2 separate regions of the Manis pentadactyla genome follow, and region 1 is linked to region 2. The links are chromatin contacts, called in public Hi-C maps. All regions are on one chromosome and are shown on one strand. The core of a region is the stretch at or near the end of the contact, and the rest is flanking DNA. Distances in the headings are between cores, read along the strand shown. Region 1 holds the start of BLCAP (BLCAP apoptosis inducing factor). Region 2 holds the start of GHRH (growth hormone releasing hormone).

The links. A called contact is a pair of places that touch in the nucleus more often than the background predicts.
Region 1: a Hi-C map of fibroblasts shows a contact between it and region 2, with 11 times the contacts expected there. The contact joins the promoter of BLCAP here to the promoter of GHRH in region 2. A contact is called at or near these places in 2 of 3 Hi-C or Micro-C datasets (fibroblasts and skin fibroblasts).

Annotation. Positions count from the first base shown.
Region 1 is chr5:158,265,639-158,269,401 of mManPen7.hap1, reverse strand. It overlaps BLCAP (BLCAP apoptosis inducing factor), which reads left to right and starts at 1,940. Exons shown (of 2, transcript XM_036902323.2): 1 at 1,940-2,093.
Region 2 is chr5:158,035,671-158,039,499 of mManPen7.hap1, reverse strand. GHRH (growth hormone releasing hormone) reads left to right here and starts at 1,340. Exons shown (of 5, transcript XM_057503238.1): 1 at 1,340-1,409.

The DNA.
Region 1 (3,763 bases), core at 691-3,190, 230 kb before region 2:
CTACATCCAGTTTGCTTGAGTCTCAGCTAGAGGAGGAATAGACATCCTGATGTGGATGTGACCCCAGGAACTGGGGTATCCGTCTGAGGACCATGAGCATTAAACCATCATGAGGACAACAGAACAGAGATGGAACGAATCTAAGAGAAGGAATGTCCTTGATGATATCGCCAGGCCACTCAATCACCCTGCCACTGCGTAGCACACTACTTATTTTTCAAGTCAATTGATTTAGGGTTTTTTGGAACTTGCAACATAAAGGCTACAGCTCATAAGCCCTCCTTGTAACCAAACCCCACGATGACACTTCTGTCCTCCACAGCAGTCAGCCCCACCAAACACTCCTTGAAACCTTCCCTTTGGGATCCCATGCTCACCTAGCCCTCTTCCTACTCCAATGGTCACTGCTTCTCAGCCTCCTTTCTTGGCTCTTCCTCCTCTGCCTGCTTTTTAAAAATCTACCTCTCTCCCTTGGGATCTCATCCAGTGGCATGATATGCCACCTGAATGCTTATGTTACTCAAACTCACTGTGAGTTCCAGTCTCATATAAACTGAGTGCTTACTGACCCTCCCCACCTAGGTGTTACCCAACCATTTCAAAGCCAGACTCACCTCCTCAAAGCCAAACAAATTCTTTACCTTCCCTCTCAATCTGATCTTCCTTCAGCCTTCAGCACCTTAGCCAAGGACTCTTTCACTCCTTCATACTCAAGATGCCTTAGCACTCACCCACATCCAATCGTACATCCTTTACTTCACCACCCTGCCTGAGTTACCACTACTTTGCACCTGGAAACTGCTAACTGCTCTCCCACTACCCACTCCCAAGGGCTTTCTGAGCCATGCACATAGGGGGGCCTTTCAGAAACCCAAATATGGTATCACTGCCCTGATGAAAATGGTTTCTCATTACTCTCAAAATAAAATCCAAATGTGGTACATAGTGCTAACTGCACTACTCCTTGCTCACCCTGCACCCTGCCCCTTCCCACCTCCACATCTGGGATAGTGGTTCTTTCGCCTAGAACACTTTCCCCCTCATTCTTGCCTGGCACAACTCCTTATTGTCCTTGGTTTCTCAGCGTAAATGCCAACTCCCTGAGGAGAATCCACCCTTACCTCTCACCCTACATTAGGGCTCCACTAATTTTTCATAACACTTTATTTCCCTCCACAGCACTTCCCATGATGCAGAATTATAGTTTATAAAACTATTAAATTATAAATTTAATATGAATTATAAAACTATTAAAATGTAGTGATTATTTGGTGACTGTCCTCTCTTCTCTCTCTCTCTCTCTTTCTCTCTCTCTCTTTCTCTCTCTCCTGCACTGCATTTTCACAGACCAGGCGCTCAAGGAATGTGCTTGATTACCTAAATAAATGACTACCCTGAGTCATTCAGTCCTGCTAACAACCCTGTTATGAGGTAGGCATTCCATCAGACATGTGGAAGCAGAAGGTCTGTGAGCTTAAGTGGCCTACCCAAGGTACAGGGTAAGGGGAGAAGTCAGGTCCTGACCCAACTCGGTCCTAAATTGTGAGCCCAGATCTTTCCACTTCTGAGCTTTGACCCCTGTGTGAAAGGGCCAGGGAGGGGGCGGACTTTGAGCCAAGACGTTTTGCCAGAGTACACGAGTCACCCACGTGGGCCACGGAGGCCAGAAGCTCACCTACAGAGCTTAAAGTACTTCCCCTCTGCTCTCAGTGAGTAGCGATCACAATCTGTTGCATATGCATGAAGGGACCATGAACTCGTGATTTGGGACTGCCCATAATGTGCCTGATTGAAAATTCTTCAGGCTTGAAGACTTCAGAGCCCTCAGAGTTCCAAACACGTACATAAAAAGCCTTCAACAGTCATGTTGGAGTACCGTTTGGCGCATATTGGGCTAGGGCGACCCTAATTTGGGTCGTGTGATCAGGCATATGTTTTAGGCAGCCCAACCCCAGGAGGGGTCCTCGGCCGGCAAGACTAAAGACGAAGGGGGCGTCTCCCCTGCTTCCTGCGGCGTCGGTGGCCAACTGAGGTGGAGGGAGGCTGCGGCGGCGAAGGCGACAGTGGTTTCGGTGCCATGGCAGGGCTCACAGGTACTGTGGCGTCGGCCTCCTGGGGTCGGGGTGAGAGGACCTCCATGCGGCCGCGCCGCCATGTTGTCCCTTCGGGGTCACCTTAGGCGTCCACCCGTACCTCTCTGGGGTTTTCTTTCCGCGCACTCTGGGGGCCACCCCTGTCCTGTGTCACATGATCGCCCTCTTTGACCCTAGCCTGGGCCTGGGGTGGCGAGGTGTCCCTTCCTGGCCTGGGGGCGGGCCACTGGACTCCTAGGTTCTCGTCCTGGCCCTAAGGTCAGTGCTAGCCGGTCTACCCCAGGGACCGGGCGTATAGAGTCTGGAAGCGCGGTACTGCGGCCTGAGACCACCCCCTCTTCGCCTCCGGGCCCAAAGCAGGAAGCCCAGCTTCTGGGAGGCCTGTCATTCTGTCCCTTCCACTTCATTTGCATTTTTTAAGTCAGAAGGGGCGTGGGGGAGAGGGGAGAAAAGGGTCTCCCACCCCGGGCCTCCGCTTTAGTATATGGGGTGATAAGTTGACGCTCTGCTTTGAGTCACGGGTGCCTCCTTACCCCCTCCAACTTTACAGCAAGTCTAAACACCCGTTTCCTTTCCTCCAATGTGTACGAGGAGTGGCCCTCAAGGGCAGCTGAAGGAACGGAATGCTGACACACTAATGGCCTGGAAAGAAAAATGGGGGATGGGGGACAGTTGCTTTTTCCTTCCCTCTTCCAAATCTTTAATTTCCTTCCAAGCCTCCGTATCCCTTTTCACCGTTAAATGTTGGGACAGTCTGGGGTCTGTCCTAGGAAAGAAATGGTCTCTCAGTTTATAGGTTCGGATTGTGTTTTATCCCTTTCAGGGAACTGGTGTGTTGGGGACAGATTCTGTTTGCCCTGCATGACATGGTCCAACCATTCCCTCAGCCTTCTGGACGGCAACACCAAAACCAGGACCAACAAAAAAAAAAAAAAGTTCCAGCTTAAGTGCTATTGTCAAGTGTTAGGTTTTGTTTATTTGTTCGTTTTAAATCAGAGACTAATTAATGTCAAGCATATTTGTTAAAGATTCAGAGCCCTGGTCAGTTTGCAGTGACCAAACCAATTCCGTATCTGAAATTGGTCTGGTTAGAATTGCTGCCAAAAACACTTTAACCTTTTATCTGTAATATGTAGTTTCAAAAAAGGAATCTGGAAGTCTGGGTTTGGCTGTCTCTTTTGTTGTTCTCTTATCTTTGAAACATATGCATTCCATTTCAAGCCTGTCATTGTGTGATATACCAAGGACCATGTGTTGCCTGCCTCTGCCTTCCTGTTCTGGGAGTGCTTAGGAATCTGCATCCTGCTGGGGTATGGGTCCTGTGGGAGGGAAAGGGGGAACAGGATCATTCCCAGAGAAGACGGTGACATGTCTCTGGGGCATATAGAGGAAGTCAGAGGTCACCAGGGAAAAAGAGACTGTTATTAGATTCGTGTGTGTGTGTGTGTGTGTGTGTGAGACTGTTATTAGATTCGTGTGTGTGTGTGTGTGTGTGTGTGTGCGTGCGCGCACGCCCGCACGCTCACGCATGTGTGTGTGCAGGTTAAATCTCTGGAGGTAAAAATAACTGCAAATTCAGAATCTCACTTTAGGGTGCTGGCTCCTGAGTAGATACTCGTTTGAAAATAGGTATGTAGCAAGTGGCGCACAGCAAACCTGCTCCCTCATCC
Region 2 (3,829 bases), core at 91-2,590:
AATCACATGGCTTGCAAGTGGCAGAGCTGAGTTTCAAATCCAAGTCCATTAGCCACCCAAATTCATGCTCCTGTTTAGGCTTCTCCCAGCCACTGCCTGATGCTCTCCCAGCTTTACTGTGATTTTCCCTTCTCTTGATTCTTGGAACATTTGATTCCTCTCTGTATCTACCTGCCTAAGGTGATCACTCAGCTTCTCGCATGCTGCCTTGTGCAGCTGTCTGAAAACAAGGACGTGTACTTTCCTCTGAGCACCCAAGAAAATGCCAGGTGGTGGGCAGGGGAGAAGGCCCACCCCACTCCCTAATGGCAGATATGGGAACTACTGGTTCTAACTGAGACCCATAGAGGAGTGTCAGGGGCTGGCAAAGAGTCTCCATTCCCCGCTCCACAACCAGAGCCGCCCCATTTTTTAAAATCTGTTTTATATTCTGTACTTCCATAGAAGATTTCCAAAGAAAGGTCTATGGCACTTTTTAAAAAGTTGAAAACTGCTCTTCTCTGCCAACTCATGTGTTTCCAAGAATAGAATCTGAAGCCTAGAGGGAGAAGTAAGTTGCAGAGGGTCACAGAGGTCGTGATTGACAGACACAGGAGAGGCAGCAGGCCTCTGGACTCGAAGCTTAAAGCTCTTTCCACTCTTCCACCACAGCCTTATGGGAAACCAGCCCTTCGGCCTCACACACTTTTATGATATTCTTGAAGATTCATTAGCTATAGGCTAGAGAACTCTGGAAGCACAGCTCTCCCAAGGTTTTCCATCTCTTTCCTATCATTTCACACATTTCTGCGGCAACTACCAATGTCTGGCTGCCTTGACATATTACACTGTATGCACCCCAGGCTAGCTGCCTATGCTGGCCTGTGACTGCAGCAGGTGTAAATCAAATAAAGGAAAATTGTGATAATTGGACAACGAGATGGCCAACTACTTCCCTCACTGAGAAGAGAAAAACATCTGTAATGTTGACTACCCTAAAATGAAGGAAAATTGCACATAGACATAACAAAATATATGAACTTTTGAAAAGGCACATTTATCTCAGAGAGTAAATGGAAGTTTTCACCTGTATGAGGACTCCAGTTATCAGAGGAGCGGTACTACTCTCTAATCCTCTCAGAATAATGTAAGTTTGTGCTCTGTCCATTCCCTCAAAGACAAAGGGAACGTTCAATACACCTTAATTTGCAAGGGGCAAAACCTGTTTCCCCTATTAGGGTTTATCAGCGTGATGCTAAAAATGGCCCTTTGGTTGACTTGTGGGTAATTGATTCTCTGATGCTGAAAACACTTAGGAAAATGAAGGTATAAATGATGGGAGCATCACGCAGCCGCCAGAGCACACACGGAGCCCAAGGTCTGTGGACTGGAGCAGCGCCTCGGAGCAGAGGGAGACCTGCACACTGGAGGTGAGGTGAGAGGGCGTAGCTCTTGGGGCTGGGCTGGAGGGGTACAAGAAACTCGACCTTTTCACCCACTCATAGATACCTGGTCAAAGAGGCCCAATGCCTCCTCTCTTCCCATGGACTGGTGAGTACATTTAGGCCCCTGGTTATGGGCTGTGGAACATGCTTTTGATGGTTGGCACCATTCTGAGGTTGTCTCAGATACATGGCACCTCAACTGGTGGGGAAGTGGCAGGCAGGCAGACACGTTTCCAGGTGTCAGTCAGAGGCGGATGAGGTCTCCATGCTCATTCAAGGGTGTGCAGGCAGGCATCTGGGGCAAGACATGATCTGGCTAGATTCTCTTGTTAACAAGGGGGTTCTGCCACGTATCCGAAAGGAGACAAGTGGCTGTGTAAATCAATCCCACTCATCTATCGCTCAGAACGTATTCAATATAATTGCCTGGAAATTGATAACATTTTGCTTTCTTGCTCAGTTGCAACCATAAATCTTGCTCTGGGTTTTAGACACAATCATCTGCCCTTGGAGCACTCCTTTACCCCTTTGCTTGTTTCTCAATCAGTGCTTTAACGGTCCTGAAGGATTTGTGTCTTTCACCGTAAGCTGCCGCAAACCTTTCTGGAAGGAAGTGGGGTGTCTCTCTTTTGAATGGCAGTTTAAGATGTTTCCTCATTAAAAACTTAGATCATCTTTGACTTGGAACACTTGTTGAAACAGCTTATATGAACTGTTTCAGGATGGTAGTGCATTGGAGTTCTTAAATTAAAAAACAGAATATTTAAGAAAGTTAAAAGGCTTTTTTTCCTAGGTGTTCAAGAGTTGCCTTGCTAGTTTGGGCACTTGAGACCTGACCTCTGTTGTTAGCTAAAGACACATCTGCAGAATTCTCATGGCATCCTTGGCATGAAGGCTGGTAAAAGGTGCCAACTGATGCAGATGAAGTGCCTGTTTATCCTGAATCCAGACAACTTCAATTATATCTAACCACAGAATTCATTTGTAAGCACTGTGGAAAGCTAACCAATACAATGACAGATGATAAACCCTGAAGTGCCTTCAGAGCCATCAAGGAGATTGCAGATGGGTGCTACATTTAATTCAGTGAATTCTAGCCTCTGAGACTGGTCATGTGGAATATGCCTGTCAACAGCTATTTTATCCTTGGTGACCCAACCTCTATTCTTGTCCTACCATGAGCTGAGTAACTCCTTTTGTTTTCCATCTTTGTTCAGTGGGACTTTGTGACCCCAGGGATTAGGTTCCTCCAGCCCAGAAGCAGCAATGGTGTCTTGACCCATCCCCAGGGCACATGGTTTATAGCACACACTGTGCCTCTTGGCTGACCAGGCTATGCAGTTGCTCAGCCTCATTCTGAATGAGCCAGGGGTTACTGTATTTCTTATGACTTGCCCTCCAAACTCTGCCTTCTTGTCGAGTTATTTTCAACTCCCTAAATCCACTAGATGTGCATAGGGAGGCACAAACCAAGCAGCGTCCCTGTTTGTCTCCCTTTTTCTCCCCCAGCACCCAATGACCCGGAGCAAAAGCTTTCAGTTTCTCAGAACTGTTTCCCATGTGCAGGTGATGAATTCTGAAGTACCCCATGAATAGGGAGCGCTGTGAATCTGTGAATGGGGTATTGTATCTGGGAGACTGCTGCGGAGCAGGGGAAAGTCTGCTGGCCTGGGGATTTCGAGGTGCATTCTGACACCAATGTGATGGAGGACCGTGGGAAAAGGCCCGTCTCCTCTCCAGGCTCGTTTCCCCAGCTGTAAAATAAAGCTCATGATACCTGCTCTGGAGGGCAGATGTAAGGGTGTGCTGTGGGGGCCAGGAGGGCCCAGGGGCTGGAATCCCTTGTGCCACCCCTGGGAAAGGGGCAGGAGGTGGGGAGGCTGAGGGAGAGCTTAGGCCAGGGGCAGGGTTGGGTCTCTACTCTGGCAGGGTCGAGGGCTTCTGTGCAGGCAAGTGAGGTCATCAGGGGCCTGGCTGTGCCCTGGTCTTTAGATCAGCAGCAAAAAAGGTGAGAGAGCCCAGGCTGCAGCTGGATGGCAGGAAAAGCAGGGGTGGTGTCAAGGGGCCCCCCTTGCCTCCAAAGACCTCCCTGCTTAGGTAATTCCTTTGCTAGAGAGACAGCCTGGACGAGGCCAGGAGAAAGGGATTCAGATGGGATGCACTGTGATGCGGAGGACAGAAGGCTGAAGCTCCTTGGTCTGGGGAGCAAAGGCCTAAGTCAGATGCCAAACACACTTTTAGATGTATTAGGGCTTGCCACAGGGATGAATGTGCAGAAGCTCTGGCTGGCACAGCAGGTGGATGTCAAACAGGCAGCCCTTGGGGACAGATACCATGTTCTCTTTTCTCTAGCCCCAGTCCTGAACCAGAAGACAGGAAGGTTAACAAATACTTGCAGGATAAGG